Regions from separate parts of the Ovis aries genome. Here all the other regions are linked to region 1. A link is a contact called in public Hi-C data. All regions are on one chromosome and are shown on one strand. Each heading gives the region's core, a stretch centred on a gene start, on an enhancer-like site or on the middle of the called end of the contact. The rest is flanking DNA. Distances are from core to core; before and after follow the strand shown.

Region 1 (4,560 bases), core at 1,434-3,933:
GACTGAGTTCTCTTCCTTCTTCCTAGCTCTGGTTTCCTGTCTGATTTTCTTCCAAAACAGGGAATTGCCTCCACTCACATCCTGGGCTCAAAGCCCTAGTGACACAGATTATTCAGTCGGGGCACTGATGTCCGGTCTGATTGTCCATCTAGGCCCCAGGGTCTGAGTAAAGCCCGGCTGCAAGGTTGTAACATTTCAGTGATGACTGCCACAGAAACGACAGCCAAAGGGGCAAATGAGAAATCAAAAGGTTCCTTCCTGATTTGGAGAGGCAGAGAGGGACATCTGGGGGCTGTTGAACTGGAGAATGAGGGAATGGATTTCAAATGACTCCAACCCTTTGCCTAATGATGGCTGGATTCAATAGAAACCACCAACGGGGCTGGAAAGCAAACAAAATCACTTTGGGACAAGATTTGAAACTCATCACCTTAGTGTTCATTATTAAGGGTGCATGCACTGACAAGGCTTTCTCCAGCGGGTGCTTATGGGGATACCAGGGCAGGTAGAGGGAAGACATAGAAAAGCGTTTTGAGGATCCATCAGGCATGCGGAACAGCTTTGGAATAAGATATCCCTCCTCAGTTACTAAAGAGAGCCACGTTTCCATTATATTCTCCATCAGGGTCCCTCCTCCCTGGAAGCCCACCCCAGCCCCTCCTGGTTGGCTGGCTTATAGAGGCCAAGGCCACCGCCTAACCAGAGCAGCTCTTGCCGCAGCCAACTGGGCTAGAGACTCGGCAGATCCTGATTAAGACGGGCTTCAGGCTCTAGCAGCCTTGTTTAAGTCAGCTCCCTCACAAGCTTCTGGGTGGGTGGGTGAGGTGGGGGTGGCTGTTGCAGAGGGCCGGCACCCCACCAGCACCACCAACCTAGCAGCAACTTTCTGGTATTTATTCTGGTATTTATAGACAGAGATGGCAGGCACAACCCCTCCAGTACAAACCAGTCCGCCTGCTTTAGAAACAAGTTATTTCTCGGCTTCCAGAACCATTCAGGAGCCTAGAGGAAGTCTCTCCAGCCTCCCTTCTTTCTGCAGCCGTCCTGGCCCTAGGTACTCCCCAGACCCCAAGGCGCCCCTTTGGGTGGCAGTTCAGGCTCCTAGTCCTACCCTAACAGGAGGTGGAAGGGCGCAGGGTACACAGACGCACGCAGCCTGAGCCAATCAAGGCTCACCTCCTCCTTCCTGACCTTCGCACCTGATTCCCTGAGTGACAACTCTCGCCCTCACTCTGGATCACTTGAAGGAGCCCAACCAGTTTCTGAGTCCCCAACTTCTTTCCGAAATTAACTAAAACCAACGGCGGGAGAAGGTGCGGGGTCGGGGTGGGGAAAGAAGGAGAAGGCTTTTTCGCAGGAATAAGTTCTCTAGATGTCGGAAGGGGCCCGTGCGTAAAAAATTTGGGGAGCGGGGGATCCACCACGGAGATAGAGGGGAATGGAGATGAATTCCTGGGAGAGGAGGGAGGCACCGGCTTCTGGGAACGGGACCTGCAATTCCAGGAGCTTGTCTGGATACGATGTAGTGTGAAGGACAGGGTTTGTAGGTTCTTTCAGCCCACTCGCCGCTCCAGTTTGGAAAAAAAAAAGGGGGGGGGGTTGGCGAGGGTAGAGGGGGTGAAAGGAGGTGTGGGCAGGAGATGAGAATTCAGAACTTACAATGGTGGCCCGCAGGTATTTTCTCACCAAACCGAGAAAGGGCAAAGAAAGCAAAAGAGGCAGTGGCGGCGAGAGGAAGGCGGGGGTCCACCCGCGTCGCCAGGTGCACCCGGGGCCCGCACCTACCTGCTGGCCGCCGCCGCCGCTGGAGTAGGACTCGGCGTGCGCAGGAGAGCCGCTGCTGCCCCGGGACGAGGTGTCAAAGTTCCCGGGATAATCCTGGTACATGATCCGCGGTGGGGGCCCGAGAGGAAACAGGGTGTTTTTCTTCCCCCGCCCTCGCCGCGGCCGCGCACCGGCTGCTGTGCGCTGGCTCTCTGCTGGCCGCGCCTCGGGCTTGTCCCCCTCGGCGGAGGCACCCCGGGAACGGCCCCCTGAGCGCCGAGCGCTACACCACTTCTTTGCTGCTCTGCGAGCGCCGCGGGACCAGTTGTCCACCCAGTCCCTCCCTCTAAAAAGTCCGCGCGTCCCTCGGTCCCTCCCCTGCGCGCGCCCTCCCGCCCCCGCGCGCAATCGGAGCCCAGCCGGGACCGCCGGCTCAGTCAAAAATCGGTAATTAAAAAAGAATGGGAGTCAACCCAGCGGGTCAAGCCTGCCAGGTCTGGGGACCCCAGATGTCAGCGCAGAAAAGAAAGGAGGGAAAAAAAGGGGGGGCAGAAAGAAAGGCTGCCCGCTTGGAGAAACTTCTATTTCCTCCTTTTAGAAAAGGAGCTGAGAATAAACTTCCTGTGGCCGACTCGCCGCCGGAGTTTGGAGCGGCTCGGACACTTGACTAGGAGAAGAAGGCAGCCTGTGCCCGGCCCGCGGCCCGGGAGGATCCAGCTGAGCCGGCGTGGAGAGGGACGCGGTGCCGCAGCTCCGGCGCCCGGACCTGCACCCCTTTCCCGGCTCCCTCTCCCGGACGGGCCCGCCTCGCCCGTCCGCGCCTCTCTCTCTCCCTCTCTCGGTCTCCGCCGAGCGCCGCTCGCTTGCTCGCTGGTTTGCTCGGAGCCCCAGCGCTCTGCCCGAGATGAGTCACTACAATGGCACGATTTCAACTCCACACTCTTTATTCTCCAGCCCCTGTACCTCACGTCAACCCGACTCCACCTTGCAGGGAGGAGCGCGCGGGGAGGCGGGGGGAGAAGGCCGAGGAGGAGGGGGAGGAGGAGGAAGACGCGCGGGAGGAGGCGGGCGCAGCGCTCCCCTATCTGCCCCGGCTCCTGGCCGCGCTGACGCCAGCCGCACACCCTGCGCGAGGAAGGAAGGCGGTGGCGGGGGTGGGAGCGGACCGCTGGCGCGGTTTGGGGGAGCCGAGGCAGCCTGGCCCATCCCCACCCCCCGGGCCACGCGCCCTTGGTCTGTTCCACTGGCGCACGTTGCCAAAGATGGTCATTTGCGTTAGAGGACGCGAGTGCGGGTTCCCTAGCTTTCGGGTGACGTGGAGGGAGAGGGATTCCCTCGCCGGCTCCCGAGCGCGCCACGGCCTCCCCACCTTCTCCACCGCCTGGGAAAGGGGCGCGGGGCGGGGCCCCTGCGAGGGCTGCCGCGGGGCCCTCGGCGCCTGGTTTCAGAAAATAATCACAGTCCTGAAGAGCGAGACTGGCGGTTCAGTGCGGCGCCACCGCGAGGCCGGGAGCCGGGCGCGCAGAGCCGCTCGCAGGGAGGGCGCGGCCGCGCACGGTCGTCGGCGCCCTTCGCGGCGCCACCCGGAGCAACGGGCGCCCTGGGCGCCCTGGGTATCCGCGCCTCCCTGCGGCCGGGCCTTGGCGGGGCGCAGCGCCGCCGGGCGGGGCCGACCTGCCTATTTTCCCTTCCGCGGCTGGCTGCCCACTGCTTCCCGCCCCCCTCCCCTTTCTTTTCGGCTCTGCAATTAATTTGTTAGGAGCAGCCTTGAAGACGAAATTAACCAGTCAAGACATTCCGGCCGCCCTCTATGCTGGGCAATTAAGATGCATCTAATAGTAATCGGGCATTATAAGCAACCTCGACTATTACGAATTTGAAAGGAAAAAAAAAACCAAACAGGGAAGAGGGAGGCCCGAGAGAGGGCGTGCCCCAACGTTGTCTTCAGCTGTTTTGGAGCGAAGTTCAGGCAGTAGGTAGTCCGGATTCCTAGTTTGTCCCGCCTCGCGGGGCGGGGCGGGGCGAGGTGCGGGGTAAAGAGCACAGGCCTTGGAGTGTGAACGCCAGGCTGTGCTGCTTACGGGCTGTGAGACTTTGGGCGAGTCCCTTAACCTCTCTGGGCTTCAGTTTCTTTCTGTAAAACGAAGGGATTGAGACATGACCTTCTAAGGCCCTTGTCAGTTCTGGAACTTCAATCCTTCTGCAGAGATGATGATCCGGAGGAGCACTGTACTAGGAGTCAAGGAAATCGAATTTTGCTCCACGCTTTGCCTTAGTCTCATACCCAGCTCTTAGTGTACCAGCGGGAAGATGCGCGAAGGCTGTGAAGCGTTGTGCACTGTAACACATCACAGTTTCGGCCCTCAGTCTCCTTATCTGTAAAGTGGGGGTGTTGCTAGGAAAGAAAAATAGAACCCAGCCGGGAACTCAAAGCTTTCCCGGGGCTCTATATAAAGCGCTGGCGTTTCCGGGACGGCTGGCGGCATCTGGCCGCCCCAATGGCCCCAAGATACGGTAATCCTAAACAATACTCGGGGTCATTGTTTACAACTATAAAACACATTCTGTCCTCGGCTCCATCCCCAAGGACGCGCGTGGAGAGGCGAGGCTGGCTGGGCTCCTCGCACCTCCCTCGCCGCCTGCAGCGTAGCGTCCGCAACTCCACAGGTCGCGGCGAGAAGTGCGAGGCAGATGGATGCGCACACCCAGCGCGGTCTTGGCGTTTTTGCCATCTCTCTCTTTTTTTAATCCCGCGTCCTGCCTGCCTGGGTGTGTTTATGCTCCTCTCCCAGCAGG
Region 2 (4,560 bases), core at 1,543-4,042, 460 kb after region 1:
TGATCATTTTCTTCTTCAATCTGAAAGGATAATCCCACATCAAAAGCAAATTAATTTCCTGCAAGTTACAATTGCAAGTAAATGATGTGCTCATTCTAGTTTTCATATACTGTGCCCTATGAGGATTTACAGCTCCCTGCGAAATGCTGAAAACTAGTACCCATTTTATACATTTCAGAGTAATAAAGCGCAAAAAAATAAATAACAATCATAAAAACAAATAATAACAAAAAACCCACTGTGACCCTACATACTGATGACACCCAAAAGTACCTCTGAAGTAGAAAAAGCTTTATACTTTAGTATTCAAATCATCTTTTCTGCAAATATAAAACAAGGTCCTCCTCTGACCACTTAACAGATGGCCTCCCACCACCATTCCAATATGTCATCACAAAATAAGAATAAACATCTAATGCACTGTATTATCAGTCATAAAAATCAAGTACATTTTATAACACTTTATCACTTATAAAGAGCTTCCATAAACATTAGTGCACTTGACCTCCACAATTCTGGATGGTAAGGCATATATTAGAATTCCCATTTTACAGATGACATAGATAATTTATAATTTGTCTTTGAATAATATACTAGACCATATTATCACTTTGAAGCCTATTTTTTTCCTATTTCTGCAACATTTCCACTTTTATTTCTGCTCATTGATGTCACAGTTCTTGAAAGGATGCTTATCTAGATCATATGCAAAACAGAAATACTCGTTTTGGAAAAAAGCAAAAGGACCTTACCTACACTACAAAATTATTCTTCCATGTATTTTCCCACAATACCTATTATTATTTCATCTCTCATTTCTATGAAAAATGGAAACAGAACCAATACATTCTCAAAATCTACTGAATATCAGGCACTATATTACCCATCTCTAGCTGCAATTTCATTTACTTCCCAACAACTACCTAGTCCTCTGTTTAATATTTTTGTTCCCATTTCAGAGATAAGAAAACTAATGTTGAGCAAGACTAAGTAACTTACTTAAAGTTACAAACCTAGCAAGCAGAAGGATTGGAATCCAAATCCAGATCTCCCTCAAAGTCCACTATACCTAACTTCTTCTCAAATAAACACCAAAGAGGAAAGCATCAACGCGAATTTGTTTTTTCAAAAGCATACATCTAGTAAAAAAAACAAAAAAGTCATGAATTTAGACTAACGGTTTCTTGACAACTAGAAACAAATTAGACTAATGTTGGCCTACTGCTGAAGCTGGCCTAAGTGATTCACTAGGTAAAATGCTAGAGGGAACAAACCTGCTCCAGAAACCAAACTATACTTAAGGTGACAACACCCCATCCAATTCAGCAACTGTCATGACCTTAGAATGACACCTGAAGGAATGAATTTGTCTTTGTTTCCTGAGCACCCATAATACTATCTTTTGACAGTGCAAGATTTCACGCAGCATTAAAATGTTACAAGCACAGCTGCTGTGACTTCTCTAGACGAGAGAGAGGGGGGGGAAAAACCTGACTCCAAAATCAGAGGTCACCGAATAGCTAAAAATGATAGTTCTTTGGCTTCTGAGCAGGATACACAGATGGGGGATGATCTCCCAGTAGTATTTTTTACACAACAAAGCACAATAATCGATCCCAGATAGGCAAAAATTTACTGTGGCCCGTTTCCCTTGAAAGCTAGTTGTGAAATTTCTATTTCCTGATTTTGACGTGTAATATACAGAAGGAAATGCAGAAATACAATTTTTACAGAGCTCTGCTGCCTCAAGATAGGGTCACATGAGGTACTTCGATGGGCAGTCTGGGGAATACAAACACGTCTAAAGCATCGTCTACCTTCTCCCAATTAAGATGGGATGACAAACACGGAAACACGTGCCCAGCTTACGTCATGGAACGGAAAGGGGTGGCGTCCTGCTGCGTCACGTCGACGTCATACGGCGCACGAGGGAAGTACACAGGGGAAGTAATTTCTCCAAGGGGCAGCATTCAGGAAAAACAATCAGCTCGAACCCAAAGAATGACCACCCCGCTCTAAAAGGGGACAACTTCTCCCAAATTGTATGATCCCCTAATCAGGCAGGAAAAAGCAAAGAGTCTTGAGCTTAATCAGGAACCAGGGGGCGGGCTAGGTGTGGAGACAGGTCAGCCTCTGGCCTTGGGGGCTCGTTCTTGAGGGGACTAGCGTGACGGGAATGAGTAGGGCATCTTTGGGACAGGGGCCTTCTCTATAGGAAGAGAAGGAGAGCCCTGGGCATATGTAAAACCACGGTCCTCATAGCCACCTGTGCAACTCGGGATCCAACCTCCCCGCACCAGCCCCAGTCCAGGTACCTGGAACTTAAGTCGGATCGGTAACCGGCGACTACGTGGGGTACAGGTTACCCGAGCGCGCCCCCGACCGACGCACCAACCTGCGCGCGCACCGCGGGCCGGATGCGTGCGCGTCCCCGGACGTCCCGCCCCGCCCCGCCCCCTCGGCGGCCCTGGAGCTGGGCGGCGTGCGCGTCCCCGGCCGCGCCAGGCCTGGCGCTCGGAAGGGCGTCCCCCGAGTGCCTGAAAGTTCCTACCTCCGCGCCTACCTCGTGCGTGGCGAGCTGCGCGGAGTCTGGAACTCGTAGGATGGCTCTACTACGAGAGACTGTGCAGGAAGACAATTTCTGGAAAAACTGGGGGCAGTTGGTGCATGGGGTTATTTCGGGCATCCAGGTGGGCGACCCACCCGGGCGTCCGGAAGGCCCGCGTCGTTAGGGAACGTGTGAGCGGCGTCTCTGGTTACGGGGTGGGGCAAAGGTTAAAGGGCAGCCTCCAGGTTGGACACTGCCGACTTTGAGCAATGGCCGCGTCTGGGGACTCTGGGAGGCAGTGGCAGGAGGAGGTGGCGGAGGCGGCGGCGGCGGTGGTGGTGGTGGGCTCCTGCATGACCGACCTGGTCAGGTTAGTTCGGGACCAGCGCGCAGAGGCTGCGCCTCCAGCGCTCTCTTCTCTCTGCCTTGGAACTAGGGCTTTGGGGATGGAGTGTTGACTTTGGATGTGAGCTACTCAGTCTGTAAAGAATCTGCCCGCAGTGCGGGAGACCCGGATTCGATCCCTGGACCGGGAAGATTCCCCACGAGAAGGGAATGGCTACCCACTCCAGTATTCTTGCCTGGAGAATTCCATGGACAGAGGAGCCTGGCGAGCTACATTCTATGGGGGCACAAAAGACTCGGACACAACTGAGCGACTAACCCACAGATTTCCCCAGCCCGCCTCGCGTGCCTCCATAGGGTAGAAGAGGGAAGTTTGAGTTTGTAAAGGTCATTGTCAGATGAGGGAACATAAAGGCCAGCCTGTAGTGACAGCTCTCGTTTAACTAGCAGCGCCTCTAGAGATCTGGTCCTGTTTTCTTGACTAGGCTGCTAAACCTATTTCCTGGCTAGCCGAGTGACTTTGGCCAAGTCATTTTACCTCCGAGAATGTGCCCACTTAACACGGTTGTTTTGCACACTAAATGGAGAAAACTGTTTTGAGCTGTAATACTATCCAGGTTGGGTATTATACGTGTGAATGTGTAGAAAATGGGTGGAGCCTAAGACAAAATTTTAGGCGGTCATCTTTCACCATATTGATTGTCAGCTTGCTTGCATATCATATTTACAGATTATTTTTCAGTATTAGAGTAACCATAGGTTACCTGTGGCAAGCCAAATGTGAATCAAATTAAAAATCCAGTATATACAACCATTTTAAAGTCATTGAATAAACAAAATATGCTAGATGAAAATAGCTGAGTTAGGGCAGTGAGACTGAATGGAGAGATCGTTCCAAGATATCTTTTTTTTAATGAAATCGCCTTTTTGATTGTAAAAGTAATGTATGTTTATTTTAAAGAAAAAAAATGTTCCAAGAAAATCCTACCATTTAGATTGCTTGAGTTTAATTTTTTGGTGAGTGGCTTTTCAGATATACTGCTGTTTTTATATTATAAAAATAAAAAATGATCACACTACAGTAAGACCTTATCTGTCCTGACACCTTGCCTTTTCAAAGGACAGCTGAGAACCTGGAAATAAAAAGACCTTGGGACTAGCAAAATTAGTCACCAAATACCTGCACTAAACTACCTGTGATTTACTTAAAAACTAGTTTTAGGGTCTTCACATAACTGACCAAATCTTACATTGTTTACAATGTTTATAAGCTGAGTTCAGTTCAGTCGCTCAGTCGTGTCTGACTCTTTGCGACCCCATGAATCACAGGACGCCAGGCCTCCCTGTCCATCACCAACTCCCAGAGTTCACTCAGACTCACATCCATGGAGTCAGTCATGCCATCCAGCCATCTCATCCTCTGTCGTCCCCTTCTCCTCCTGCCTCCAATCCCTCCCAGCATCAGAGTCTTTTCCAATGAGTCAACTCTTTGCATGAGGTGGCCAAAGTACTGGAGTTTCAGCTTTAGCATCATTCCTTCCAAAGAAATCCCAGGGCTGATCTCCTTCAGAATAGATTGGTTGGATGTCCTTGCAGTCCAAGGGACTCTCAGGAGTCTTCTCCATCACCACGGTTCAAAAGCATCAATTCTTTGGCGCTCAGCTTTC
Region 3 (4,560 bases), core at 1,371-3,870, 290 kb after region 1:
TCCACTGGGTTGCAAAAGAGCTGGACATGACTTAGCAACTAAACAACAACAAGGAGTGAATGGCTCAAGGCAAAGACCTGGATGGAAGAGGCAGTAGCTCAAGACTCTGCAAACAGAGAAGAGAACCTCAGAAGCACAGAAGCAATGATGAGTATAAGGCACAGCAAAAAGGGGCGGTGGAAGCAGAGATGAAGGTGGAAAGACTCTAGCAGGGTGAAGAATGATGAGTGGATCACCATCTCGCATCCAAAGTTGGTAAGGAGGAAAGACATGACCCAGGTATTGAGGTTGCCTAAAAAGGTAGAAATGAGTCCTAGGGGGACAGAGTCAGCATGATTACTTGAAGAGAATGGTACAGGTTGACAAAGGATTGCATTTTAATACTTCTTCAACAAGTCAAGGTAAGGGGGAAAAATGAGACCTCCACAGAAGAGGGAAGAATCAATTTCACTTAGGATAGGAGGAGAGTGTTATTTGCTCAGTTGTGCCCAACTCTTGGCAACCCCATGGACTGCAGCTTACCAGGCTCCTCTGTCCATGGTATTTTCCAGGCAAGGATACTAGAGTGGGTTTCCATTCCCTTCTCCAGGAGATCTTCCCGACCCAGGGATTGAACCTGGGTCTCCTGCACTGCAGGAAGATTCTTTATCACCTGAGCTATGAGAGAAGCTAAGAATAGGTGGGAAACTACATAAAGGAGTGAAGAAATGACTTAAGAATAATTTTCTGAGGACTTACATGCAAGAGACTATAATGAAGGGCACATGAGTTATCTAACTTTATCCTTACAACTGGACTATGAGATAGATATTACATTCATTTTAGAGAAGAGGATACAAATGCATAAATAAGTCAAATAACTTGCCCATGGTCAGAGTCAGTGATAAAGATGGGCCTGGAACCCAATGGGCCATTGCTATTCTTAACCACTAACAGAATTAAGATGGTATAAAGTATTCCCTCGTCCCACATTTCTATTCCTCATTCTTTTATCATTAAAACATGTCTTTTAAAGCTATGCAATACCAGTTCTCAACCACATCAGAGAATTCACACCACACAGTTGCACTGCACTGAGAATGCACTGTAGTGTCTTCCCAGGGAATGCGACACTTCTAACCTAAAACAGAAAAATGCATTATGCTGAAGAACAACTGCTCTCCACTTTCAAATCACTGGTATCAGAGTGAATGGCTTGGTTTTTTTTTTCTCCTCCGCAATCATGTCCCAAGGACACATCACAGTCACACCAACAAAATGTTAGGCAGCTCTGTTTAGTCTCAAGATTTATTTCCTCATCTCAGAAGACAATAATTTTAGATTATCTTCACTTTGTTACTATAACTCATTACTAAAAAGATAAAGAACATATTTATTATTATTATATAAGAGAGGCTTCCCTGGTGGCTCAGTGGTAAAGAACCTGTCAGCCAATGCAGGAGACATGGGTTCGACCCCTGGGTCAGGAAGATCCCCTGGAGAAGGAACTGACAACCCACTCCAGTATTCTCGCCTGGGAAATCCCACGGACAGAAGGAACCTAGCAGGCTACAGTCCATAGGGTCACAAGATTTGGATACAACTTAGCAACTAAACAATATGTAAGAACATGTATTAAGGTATTATTACCTTAATTCTTACACACAGTACAGAATTCTTTAAAAAAAAATCAACTGCACATAAATACATCTTTAGAAGAGTACCTGACAGAACTAATTCCTGTACCTTTTCAGTAGCTGTTATCATTTCCACACCCAGAGAACGAAGCAGATTTGGTCTACCGAAAGGCGATGGGTCTGAAACAGACTCAGGAAGCCATTGGCCTCTTCTAATTTGGTGTAAACAGAGATTTACAGTCATTTCGATTCAGCAACCTAAGTTCTTTTAGGAATGAGATGAAGGAAATGGTAGTAAAAGAAATGTGAGCAGTATGTCATTAACAATGTGAGAAGGGCCCAGTGTGAATCAGTCTGGTGGAAAATGTGTGCTCTTAAGATGTGCTGAGGTGTGATGACCACGTCAAGCTGTGCTCAAACCCGCAATTCAGGTGGACTGATGGTATTTCGTGGGGATGGTCTATGATGATCAAGTTACCACTGGATACACTAAAAATGACATCTTCTGTACTGAGCAATCTGCATCACGGAAAACAATTTCTCAACACAAAGGACACTCCTCCGGTCTTAGCCACAGATTGGCAATTAGGGAAGTGTGGTTCTAGCCTGTCTTCATCAATTATCTGCACCACAGACTCTGACAAGTTCCTCTTCCAGACAGAGGAAGCTACAACTTATCCAATCCACCTTAAGAGGGCTGTGAGAAGATGCACATTAAAGTCAAGTGCTGTGCAGGGAGGGAGAAGGGACCCTGGCTGGAATCAGCAGTTTCATGATCAGCCCTCAAGTCTGTGTGGCTGTACTGTGTTTCCCTGCCTTTCTCTCCCCTTACTATTAATATATAAGATTGTTTTTTAGGCTCATTATTGCTTCACACACTCCCTGCTAGGAAGGAAATATTTCTATGCAATAAAAATTCTTTTGGTGTTTTTTACTCCCTTCTGATCCATGCAAAACAGGAAAGCATGACACATTGCCTTTTATGGTTACAAAAGATCCAGACTAAGGTTCTTAATGTTCTTAGACAATTGTACTCATAATATTACCACAACACTTTCCTAACTTAACACTGTTGGATGAGGAAAAGATGCCTTACATACTCCAAGCTTAGTATGTCTCCAGGGAAGACATATCCTGACAAATGTTTACTAAATCAAGTTACCAGCTAATCAACCAGGGAATTCACTGAAATAATGAAATTGATATGCTTGTTGAGGGCTACTAAAAATGAGAATGTCAAGGTAATTTTACAAGGCTTTAAAAGCAATTTTATTTTATTTGAACCATGCTCTAAACAATGTGGTCTACAGGGCACTAAAACTCAAAGGCATGGAGGGTCTCTCATAACAGGATCACTTGTTTTGTTTACTGTTATTCATAACCATTACCACAGAAAGTGCTGGAAAAATGGAATATCCACATGAAAAAGAATCAAGCTGCACCCTTACCTAACACCATATACAAAAATTAACTCTAAAAATTAACCTAAATGTAAGAACTAAAACAATAAAATTCTTAGACAAAAACACAGGACAAAAGCTTCACACTAGCTTTGGCAATGATTTCTTGGATATGATACCAAAAGCACAGATAACAAGAAACAACATGCAAATCTGATTCCATAAGGAATTTTTAAAATTTTGTGCATCAAAAGTATCAACTGAATAACAAGGCAACTCACAGAAAGGGAAAAAATGTTCACAAAGCATACATTTGATAAGGGATTAATGTCTAGAATATAGAGAGAATGCCTGAAACTCAACATCAAAAAAACAAAATAACCTGACTCAAAAATGGACAAAGGACTTACACAGACATTTCTCCGAAGAAGATATATGAAAGACCAATAAGCACATCAAAAGATCTCCAATATCACTTATCATTACGGAAACTGCTGATCAAAACAATAAGACACCACCTCACCCACATTAGGATAGCTACTCTCAAACACACAGAGAACAACAAGTACTAGCAAGGATGTGGAGAAACTGAAATTCTGTGCACTGCTGGTAGGAATGTAAAACGGTAAAGCTGCTGTGGAAAACAGTATGACAGTTCCTCAAAAAATTAAACATAGAATTACTGAATGACCCAGCAATTTCACTTCTGGATATACCCAAAAGAACTGAAAGCAAGGTGTTGAAGAGATATTTGTACACTTATTTTCATAGCAACATTATTCACAATAGCTAAAATGTGGAAGCAACCAAAGTATACATTGAAAGATGAACAGATAAGCAAAATATAGTGTATACACACACACACACACATATGTACACGTTAGACTATTATTCAGCCTTTAAGAGGAACAAAATTCTGCATTACTCTACAGATGAACTCTGAGGACACTGTGCTAAAATCAGCAAGTTAACAAAAAGACAAACACTATATGATTCTATTTATATGAGATACCTAGAGTCGTCAAAATCATGGAGACAGAAAGTGTGACCATGATTTCCCAGGGGCTCAAGGGAGGGGAGAATGGGAAGTTATTGTTTACTGAGCACAGAGTGTCATTTTTACAACCTGAAAGGAGTTATGAAGATGGACAGCAGTGATAGCTGTACAACAATGTGAATGCATTTAAACCACTGAACTCTGTACTACTTAAAAATGATTAAGATGGAAAATTCTGTCATATATATCTTACCACAATTTTTAAAAAAAAACCTCAGCTGATAGATAGCTCATCCATAAGCAGTACCATCTCTTCCATTAGTTGTGGAGATTTTTTTTCCTCTTAGGCAAGGCAGGTAGTTTATGGATTTTTCTGCCTCATCCAAGTAGTCTGCCCAATAGACAGACTATGTAACTCTCTATCTACATAACTGAGATCACACTCACTTTCCCCCAATGTTCCAATATTGCTTTCATTTAAGAATGCCCAGGTCCTTAATAATTTTTTAAATGGTGTATGAGACAGTTATTTTTAAATGAGAATCAC

Evidence for each region. Hi-C and Micro-C count contacts between places; a contact is called where the count stands out from the background.
Region 2: a contact with region 1 is called in a Hi-C map of muscle, with 6 times the contacts expected there. The contact joins the promoter of RBKS here to the promoter of FOSL2 in region 1. A contact is called at or near these places in 4 of 16 Hi-C or Micro-C datasets (mixed tissues, muscle and tail adipose tissue).
Region 3: a Hi-C map of tail adipose tissue shows a contact between it and region 1, with 2.3 times the contacts expected there. The contact joins the enhancer-like site here to the promoter of FOSL2 in region 1. A contact is called at or near these places in 3 of 16 Hi-C or Micro-C datasets (skin fibroblasts and tail adipose tissue).

What each region holds. Positions count from the first base shown.
Region 1 is chr3:35,343,115-35,347,674 of ARS-UI_Ramb_v3.0, reverse strand. It overlaps FOSL2 (FOS like 2, AP-1 transcription factor subunit), which reads right to left and starts at 2,683. Exons shown (of 4, transcript XM_027966637.3): 1 at 1,786-2,683. The coding sequence starts at 1,887.
Region 2 is chr3:34,887,970-34,892,529 of ARS-UI_Ramb_v3.0, reverse strand. RBKS (ribokinase) reads left to right here and starts at 2,792. Exons shown (of 8, transcript XM_027966632.3): 1 at 2,792-2,918. The coding sequence starts at 2,818. All of the region lies in intron 1 of BABAM2 (BRISC and BRCA1 A complex member 2), which reads right to left.
Region 3 is chr3:35,052,566-35,057,125 of ARS-UI_Ramb_v3.0, reverse strand. The region is part of intron 6 of BABAM2 (BRISC and BRCA1 A complex member 2); the gene reads right to left. Among named protein-coding and RNA genes, the nearest start is that of TRNAC-GCA, 130 kb to the right of the region's middle. Within about 2 kb of position 2,620, at least 15 of the 54 cell types and tissues checked have an H3K27ac peak or open chromatin away from gene starts, as enhancers often do. A contact at or near this core is called in tail adipose tissue, where this site is marked.